2 separate regions of the Mus musculus genome follow, and region 2 is linked to region 1. A link is a contact called in public HiChIP or PLAC-seq data. All regions are on one chromosome and are shown on one strand. Each heading gives the region's core, a stretch centred on a gene start, on an enhancer-like site or on the middle of the called end of the contact. The rest is flanking DNA. Distances are from core to core; before and after follow the strand shown. Region 1 has its middle 9.7 kb from the start of Gm32833. Region 2 has its middle 120 kb from the start of Phactr1.

The links. HiChIP or PLAC-seq counts read pairs in DNA pulled down with a chosen protein or histone mark.
Region 2: a contact with region 1 is called in an H3K27ac HiChIP or PLAC-seq map of extraembryonic endoderm stem cells, with 2.8 times the contacts expected there. The contact joins two enhancer-like sites. A contact is called at or near these places in 4 of 484 Hi-C or Micro-C datasets (3T3-L1-derived adipocytes, bone marrow-derived macrophages, cortical neurons and 1 more) and 2 of 115 datasets of contacts at active chromatin or transcription factors (extraembryonic endoderm stem cells and fibro-adipogenic progenitors).

Annotation. Positions count from the first base shown.
Region 1 is chr13:42,410,725-42,415,475 of GRCm38.p6, reverse strand. No RefSeq gene overlaps it. Among named protein-coding and RNA genes, the nearest start is that of Gm32833, 9.7 kb to the right of the region's middle. Within about 2 kb of position 2,500, at least 7 of the 459 cell types and tissues checked have an H3K27ac peak or open chromatin away from gene starts, as enhancers often do. A contact at or near this core is called in extraembryonic endoderm stem cells, where this site is marked.
Region 2 is chr13:42,562,788-42,567,387 of GRCm38.p6, reverse strand. It overlaps the pseudogene Gm47125. Among named protein-coding and RNA genes, the nearest start is that of Phactr1, 120 kb to the left of the region's middle. Within about 2 kb of position 1,982, at least 16 of the 459 cell types and tissues checked have an H3K27ac peak or open chromatin away from gene starts, as enhancers often do. A contact at or near this core is called in extraembryonic endoderm stem cells, where this site is marked.

The DNA.
Region 1 (4,751 bases), core at 1,251-3,750:
GCTGAGCTTATAAAATGAGCTTATAAAATGCTTGTCTTGCAAGCATGGGACCCTGCGTTCATTCTCCAGTATCTGTGTACATCCAGGTGTGGCGGGCCATCCCTGTAAGCCTAGTGTTAAGAAACAGACAGGTGTCTCCCTGAGGGTGGCTGGCTGGCTCACCTGGCCTAATTGACGAGTTACAACCAGTAAGTACCTAAGAAAACACATGAAAAGTGATCCTGAGGAGGACACCCAAGGTTATCCTCTGACAAAGTGCACGCGTACACATATGAATGTACATTCAGGCTCACATGTACCCCCCACCCCCCGACACATACATAAGCATATGCACTCATATGGCACACACACTCCGTCACAGACAAACATGAATACACACAAGCACATGAACAAATGCATAAAAATAACCAATTACTCTTGAAAAAAATCAATAAATGATTAACAGGTTCAATAAAAACTATAGTCCAACATAAAACCAGTTTATAGCAAAAATCTGCTTCTTCACACTGTACTGTGTTTTCAAGGCAGAGACTTATTCCATCTTGGCCAAGAGAAGCTTGATTGAACAAACTGAACTGTACTCATTTGTTTGATTTTAACAGAATTGTGATGTCACTGGGTCTGGATTATTTAAGGGTCACTGGAATTTTATGCTAATAGAGAACACGACACATATGGCAGACAGAAGATGGGTAGTCTTGTGTCACCACATGTTATGGGACTCAGTCATATCCCTGAGATTTTTGCTTATTACTCTATTGTGTTGGAAAGCTCACATTAGTTCTCCCTAATACTTGTCACATGTTGAAATCATGGTCCCTTTGATATTCTGACCTGGAGTTTTTGAGACATTAATTTGTCCCCTGCAGCTCCTTCTTCTTTTGGTAACTGTCATGTTGAAAACCCTTAACTCTTAAACTGAATAAACTGAAATCAAGAAAGAACGGTGATCAAGGTTCTGATAGAGGTGTGTTGCCCATAATTAAGGCCCTCTGCCGTACATGTTTTACCTTCATGACTCTAACTGTTCTGAACATTGACATGTGGATTGTATCATTTCTGTTTCATGAGGAGATTATCCAGGGTTGGGGTCAGGAGGCAGGTAGCAAAAGTAACTACTCCTGTCGATTGTCTTCAGGTCTGCTAAGAATACAGAGTAAACTGAAGCAACAGCAATACACGGGATGGAATTCTTGGAAGAATCTTGAATCTCACTTCGTTTTTCTACTCTTGGGTACTAGTGAACATAAGCCTACATAGAAACCAGAGTGTCCTCCCTCAAATGCTTATTTACAAATTTTTTTAAAATGCAAGTTGTCTCCTTGAACCTGGAACTCAAAAATTTGGCTATACCAGCTGGACAGTCAGCCTCAGAAAATCCCCCACCCCCTCACCTCTTAACCCCCAACTACCAAGCCCTCTATTTGAACCCCTAGAATTGGGTTTATAAGCACACACCACCATATCTGGTTTTTATCTGGGGGCAAAGGACCTGAATGTACTCTCATGATTAGTACCCACTGAGCCATCTTCCTAGTCCTAAACTTCCCTCTTTTATGAAACCTTTCTAAACTCATCATCCGGACATGTCTCTCATACTTCTGAAATCCCAAATCAACTTGAATCCTCAGCATTTAGAAAATAAAGTTTCTGTCTACCCGTGACTTGGCTCTTCAACAACTTATCCATGTAGGATGATGGTCTCAGCTTTTTGATGTTGAAAATGCTTTTGACACAGTACACATGTACCTGCAGTTGATCAGATGGCTCTGTTTCAGCCTAGAGGAATTCCTACCCACTGGTGTGCAGATTGCAAAAATCTTCAGCTACATTGTCTGCTAAGTATGAAGGCATGCTCTAATTTAAAGGGCCTGTAGAATAATTGGCTCCTACACTTTCAAAGCCATCCAGGGTAGTTGGTTTTCAACTCACACAAACATATGCTTCTAAAATGGTTTTGAAAATAGATGTTAGCTTTTGGTTGAAACCCTCTAGTGGATAAAATATGGCTGCCACATCAGAGTAGCGATTTTTACACAAAGGCAAATGTCATTTCCAATCTATCTTTTATAAAAGAAACCCTGGTTTCTGAAGAGATGGTTTAAAGGTTAAGTGCATATTTTTCTCTTGTAGAAGGCCCAGGTTCAATTCCCAGCACTCATGGAGTAGCTTACAAGCATCCTTAACTACAGCTTTAAGGGGTCTGATACCACTTTCTGATCTCCATAGGCACCAGACATGCATGTAGTACACACATACATACAAGCGGGAAATGCATTCATACACATAAAAGAGTTTTGTGCATACTTATCTAAAGCCATCCCAATTGTGAAAATAAGCTACATTGCACCTGTTCATTAGCTCCTCAGTCAATCAGGAACACTCAGAAAGCTCAACAGCTCTTTGAACATTCTGTGGTTGACAGCTGCTAGGCAGTACTGTGAGAGTCAGCTAGCTCTAGGCCAGCCCCCATAGCAGTGCTCACAGGGCTTTCAGCCTCTCCAAGGAGAAAACAATATCCTCTCTTGGCCAGGAGTTTCAGTTAGCTCTGTGGAGCCACAGGTAGAATGCAGGTCTGGAAAATGGTGCTGCCAATGTGCTTGGCTGGAGATGCTTATCAAGGTCCTTCTATTGTCTCCCTAACAATGGCCAGCAGTCCTACCAGTGTTTGTTTTCACAAACCATTCTCTGCAGAACAGAGGCTGCCAAGCATCAATCAGAGGAAGAATTCAGGAATGCACAGTGGGAGGGTACAGGGATGAGGAGGGGATCCAGCTAGGCTCCTCTTTCTTCTGCTCATGGTAAAGCCTCTAAATTAAGATCTGCTCAGAGCCTGGAGTAATGACAACCATGGTCCACACTGAGAGGTTTTGATGCTGTCAGCGTTATGGCTCCCAGGTCATTTCCAGGAATACTTGTTCTAACCAATACCCCTTCATGAACAACTTATCAGAAAAACTAAATAAGGAAGAATGGAAACTCAAACCAGACAATTCACAGGTCTCTTGGATGGATATATGTGTGTGTGTGTGTGTGTGTGTGTGTGTGTGTGTGTGTGTGTGTACATATATGTGTATATATATATATAAATATATATTTATATATATATATATATATATATATATATATATATATATATCCTTCCATCTTCCATTTTGATATGCTTAGCATATGTTGTCTTCCTGGATGTGTGAACAAGTCTGTCTCTGTGTCTCTATCTGTTTCTTATACTGTTTCTGGGTCTCTTTTTCATCTCTTTGTTCTGTCCTATTCTAATATGTTACTTTTGTTCCATCTTTTCTTATTTTATTATTATCCTTTAAATTATCCGTTAGAAACCTGCTTGTTTTCTAATGACTGGAAAAGCGGTGGAGGGCTGGATCCAGATAGGAGAGGAGGTGGGGAGGAACTGGGAGGAATAGAAGGAGGGGAAAGTGTAATCAGTATATATTATATAAGAAAAATCTATTTTCAATAAATAGAAATTTTTCTTTTTAAAAAAAGCTAGGATATATAAAAAAAGGTTGTGGGTTTTTTTTTGTTTTTTTTTTGTTGTTGTTGTTTTTTGTTTTTTTTTTTTGTTTGTTTGTTTTTTTTGAGGCAGGCTCCTAATGAGTGGCTGAGACTAGCTTTAAAACCATAATCCTCCTGCCTCTGCATCCAAAATGGTGGGATTATTGGGTATACATTGTTATCACACTTGACTTGGAAGTTTGGTTTTGATCTCTCCATGACTGTCCCGTGTTGTTCGGGAGTGAAGGACTAGGCTTCCACAAAGCTAGTTTTCAATTAGAAACTGGCTGTGCTTGCTGGGGTAGTTAAGAGGTAATGACCTGTTCATCAGCTTCAAATATTTTCCTCATATGTTAAGTCACGAAATCATATATAACTTAATGTCTTTGCTTCAGCCAGTGTTCTGTGACTGTGACACACTAACTGGAGTCAGCCAAGTTAAAAGGGAGAAAGGTTTATTTTGACTCATGAGTTCAAAGGTTTCAGTTCATAGTTTCATGATCCTGTACTTTAGCTGATAGCCACACAGTGCCTTGGGGCAGGTAGCAGACGGAGCTTGTTTACTTCATAAGAGCTAAGTAGTGAAAAGACAGAAGCATCAAGCCTCTGGGTCCCAATATCTCCTTTAAGGGCATTCCCCAATCACCTAACTTCCTCTCATGAGTCCCAGCCTCCTAAAGATTCTACAAGTCCCCAGTATTAGCCTGGTCCAGGGCTGGTGCCCAAGACTTGAACACATAGGCATATTGGAGGAAATTATAGAGCTCTACTCAAACAATACTTCTTCAACATACCAGGGTTGTGGGTCTCAAGAGAAAAGATGAGCAAGCTAGTCCCATACTTATGATAAATGACGTACGGAAGATACATGAGGAAGATACAGCTTCAGCAGAGTGTGGCCAGAGCTGTGACAACAAATTTCCCCTGGATCTTGAGGAAGAAAGAGAGTAGGCAGCACTTGGGGAAGACTTCCGGCACTGAGGGCTCTCCTCTCCATCCCAAGGGGCAGGACTTAAGGACCAAGAGAACAGAGATGGTAAAAAGAGGTACCATCCATGTTTTCTTTTTAAAAAGCACATCCTTAGTCCTTACCCACAGACTCAACCATTCATGATTCTTCCTCTGTACCATCTCTGCTTCTGGGATCTTGCCTCATCCTTTATGGCTTGATCATGGAAACCGGACTGAAGAAATGACAGACACTGAAGAAACGACAGATGCACATAGCAAAAAGTTAA
Region 2 (4,600 bases), core at 733-3,232, 150 kb before region 1:
TCCTATGCCAGGACTTGTATTTTTATGCTTTCCCAGTTTCCCTTGGAAGTCTCTATTCTTCCTCTCAAAGGACTTTTTTTCTAAGGCAGATCTCACAGTTCCCATCCGGATGGAGAGGTCCTTAGAGAGTCTTCAAAACTACTCTCTTTGCAGATGAAAAGTAAAGACTTAGGGGAAAGTCTCATCTGGACAGGATGGGAGATGAGAATCACAGTCGAAAATGGTTAATTTTCATTATAAACACATACGAAACGATCAGCGGATACACACATAAAACAGAACAACGTAAAACGGAAGCACGCATTTTAGGATGTTGGCCACATGAACAGATGGGTTGATCTCTACTACAGAAGCAGCATCCTGCTATATTAACTAACGTTACCTCTTTTCTCTCCACCACTGTACGCCAGTAAGCTAAAACAAATGTGTCCTATTAAAAGAGGATGCAGGGAAAGACCACATAAACGTCTGAAAACATAAATGATTGAACAGAAACTTCCTAGGTGTCAATGCCAAGGGCAAGAGCAGAGGCAGAGGTCTCAAGACACTTGGTCCGATGAGCTCTGAACTTCTTGCCCCATGACTCACCCATTTTATTGTTTTTTTTTAACTGAGTTTTCTGGGCTTTTGCTGGTAATTTTAGGAGGTCATAGGGCTAATCACCACACCCGACCATGTTCCTCTACAAACCTACTACAAAGAGAGCTTTCATATGGGGTTTGAGGATAGTTTTGGTCCACAGCATCTCTGTGAATGAAATGCTGAACCTCAAGGCATAGATTTAGAAACCTGATAAAAATCCAGTCACTAAATACCGTCCTACAATGGAATCTAAAATTTTGACAGTATGTTTCAGGTTTATCATGAGAGAAAACTGAACAGGAAATCTTTCCCGACTGTCATCTATTCCACTGCCCTGGAGAAAACATCCTAACGATAATCTAACATTAAATTGATATTGGTGATTACCAGCTAGAGTCACTTACTGGGTTTCACTTGGTCCATTACATTTAAGGACACATATGCTGTCATGCTTGCCCTTTAAGATTTGAGGCCTTGGGGGACATTGCTTGAAAATCTCCAAAAGGGTGGTCCTTGTTTGCCTGGGTAGCAGTGGATGTACTGGGTAGCAGGAAAGAAAGCAAGATGCTCTACTAGTATCCTTGCCACAGCAGCATCCTCATGTTCAACATCACTCCGAGGATGGATCTCATTCAAAGAGAGGGTACACACAGGGTCTGGTCAATTAGGTCTAACCTAGAAGCTACAACGACTTGGTCTGTTTTAGAGCAGAGTGGGCCACTGGACTGGCTGGGCACGTGAACAGTCCCGCTGTCCCCCGTGGGACTCCAGCATCCTTGAGCTCTGGGGCACCACAGGTCTAGTCATTGTGCACTGTAGAGAAATCAAAGAATTCCAGAGCAAGGCCCTGGAATGCCTGGCTGCCTCCCAGGTCTCTTATGAAGAAATAAATCCCATTGTTGCCCCTACCCCCCTTTCCGTGCATGGAGTCAGAGTCGGCGGCGCGGAGTCGCTTACTGTACCAGCATTTCTCTCCCTCCGAGGAGGTGGCTCAGCCACTCCAGGAAGCACGACATCTAATAATATAAACTCAGAGTGCTCCCCACATTTATCTTCTCCACAGACCCGCCTGTCCTGTCAGGGGCCCGGTGCTTCGTGACTGTCCCCATGTTCCACAAGGCTGTGTGGTCACCCTTCCAGATGCTTTTTGAACCCATCCCAAGCTTGTGTCAGAAACGCGGGGTGATGGATTCCCTGGACCATCCTGAGCCACGGTTTAGAATATACCTCACATTTACGCCACATGGGCTGGGTAAACAACACAGCGTGTACTCGCCTTCATAAACAGGCTGCCTTGTTACAAAGGCCATCGCAAATGCAGTGTGATAGGACTTGACCTTAAAAGCTATAGACAATCTAGCTCAGCACAGACGGTTTCGCGGAGTACAATCACTTCCTGGAATTCTTGGGCCAGCGAAGTCGGAGCCGAGCAAATCCTGTTTTCCTTGCATTGTTTCCTGCATGTGAATATCATCAGTCTAGCAGGTCTGTAACCATGGCACTTGTAAATAACTGAGGGGTGACTTCTGATAAAGGCATGCCCTGGAAGAAGGTTTTTTTTTTTTTTTTCCTTTTTCTTTTTCTTAGACAAGCCCACATCAAACCCTACAACTGTCCTGTGTCAACAACGAAACTGACAAATTGCAGCTTCAAAACCACATACAGATACAGATATGATATCACACATAGACACACAGCCACACAGACAGATACACAGCCACACACACAGAGAGACAGAGAGACGTAGAGACGGAGAGACGGAGAGACGGAGGGACGGAGGGAGGGAGGGAGGGAGGGAGGGAGGGAGGGAGGGAGGGAGAGAGGGAGGGAGGGAGAGAGGGAGAGAGGGAGAGAGGGAGAGGGAGAGGGAGAGGGAGAGGGAGAGGGAGGAGAGCAAGCAACATGAATTCCTATAGAACTGAGGGTGAGGAACATTGTTTTCCAGTAACTGAAATGCAGAATTCCTCAATCCATCCAGAGCAGCAAATAGATCTACTCAACCGGAAAGGCCAGGAAACTGGACACAAGACTTTTCATTTTTGACCTCCCCTAAGCTGAGGTATCCTTAGTGTTCATCCTCGGAATATCCAACTTGAGAGTTTAAGTTTCAGGACAGGGCTGCCAAGGTGTCTCAGTCTATAAAGTACCTGCCACAAGCATTGGAGCTTCTACTGTAGATATGTATGTAAAGAGCCAGGTAGGTGCTTCTGTAATCTCAGCACTGGGGGTGGGGGGTTGGGTACAGGAGGCTAGAGGATCCCTGAAGATGGTTGGCTGGCTTCAGATTCAATGAGAGACCCTGTCTCAAAAATATTAGAGGCTGGGTGTTACCTTCCAAAGAGACTCACTACTCATCTTTGACCCAATACACACTCTGACACACTCTCAAGCATGTGAGTGAACACACACCACACACTTTCACATGTAAACACACACGTCTACATGTCCACCCACTTGCACACACGCAAACAACCTCTCTCTCTCTCACACACACACATACACACACACAAAATCTAAAAAGAAAAGATTTTAAAGCCAACTGTTAATCATCAGGGATTTGAACTGACTTTTGGAAAATTCTGCTCCAATCTTTGGAACATGTGTCAGGTTTGCACTTTTGCTCTGAGATGATATAAAGAATGAGATGGGTCACGATAGGTCACTATGAAAATTTCCACAAACAATCCAGAGCCACCATTTTCCAGATTTGCTCTAAATACCTCCACACAGAAAATTTACACCTGGCAAATCCTTCTTGGCTCTTCAGCTCTGTGTGCGACTGAGCTATCAGTTGCATTAATGCCCCAGGTTAAACATTTTTGGCAGACTTGAAACATGGTAGATATTGGGCAAAGAGTCAACTAAAGTGTTTTGAGCTGAGAAAGACGCCTTAGGGAGAGCAATAAAGAGAAAAAAAGAACTTGTAAAGACAGCCAACTGTGTGTGAGTTTGGTAAGATCCAGAAAACTTTGCAGCAGCTTAAAATCGTTTCTACTTCAAGTTTTAGTGAAAATCAGTAATATCTGTCCATTATTCACACTTGAGCGTCAAGGGTCAGTTCCTTGTCTTTGGTGGTGGAATGAAAACGTCTGTTGAGCTAGTTCATGATACATGATGGATGCTGAGTGACTTGGAACCACAGTGAACCAAATAAGAGTCCATTTGACTGTTCATCTTAAGAGTACAGCATCAGTATTTTCAGTGAGTGAGATCTGTTTTCAACCCTTCACTGTGTGACACACTACCTGCCTGCTTTTCAGGTGACCGATGGCTAGCATAGGTCATTTTCTTAAACATAGAACATTTCCGTAAAAGAGTCACAACTCAGAAAACTCTTGTGCTCAACAAGTCAACTTGGGCCTTTAAGTGATCATGGCTTCTGGATAATTTTATTTAGGGTCAAGGATGCAATGGTATGGATGTGGGATGTCAGGCATTAAGGTTCTGGGGAATGTAGAGGAACTGGGAGGAACTAGATAAATACAGAACTCCTGGGTGAAAGAGAAGGTGGGTCGGGAGTAGAAAAGAAATGGCAGGAATGTCTTAAAGTCACATGTTACATCATTTCAACTTGACTTCCCTTCTCCAGGCCTTTGCTCCTTGCTTGACTTGTAATATGGCCACAGCTGTGTTTTAACGTGTGTGTTGAGACTGTCTTACATTATGTGGCACAAGCTGGCCTTGAACTCAGTCTCCCACCTCTAGGATTATAGGTGTGCCACCAGGTCTGGCAATATTTGGTTTCTTTATGGGAGTCAAACAATCCCTAATCTATTTGGAACAGTAAAGTAAAACAGAAGTTCTACACATTTCAGTTAACAGAGAAGAAAAGGGGTTATTAAATCTATGTTTTTAACCATCTCCCTTACATGGCCTAGGGATTGGATGATGTCTTTTCTTTTTACATAAAGAGAAAGCTTGGCTTTCTCCTGACCTCTCTAGAAGCTTTCTCACCTCCCTGACTCAAATGAAGCTCTAACCAAGACTGAGAAGAGACAAAGAGGTGGCACACTTTCTG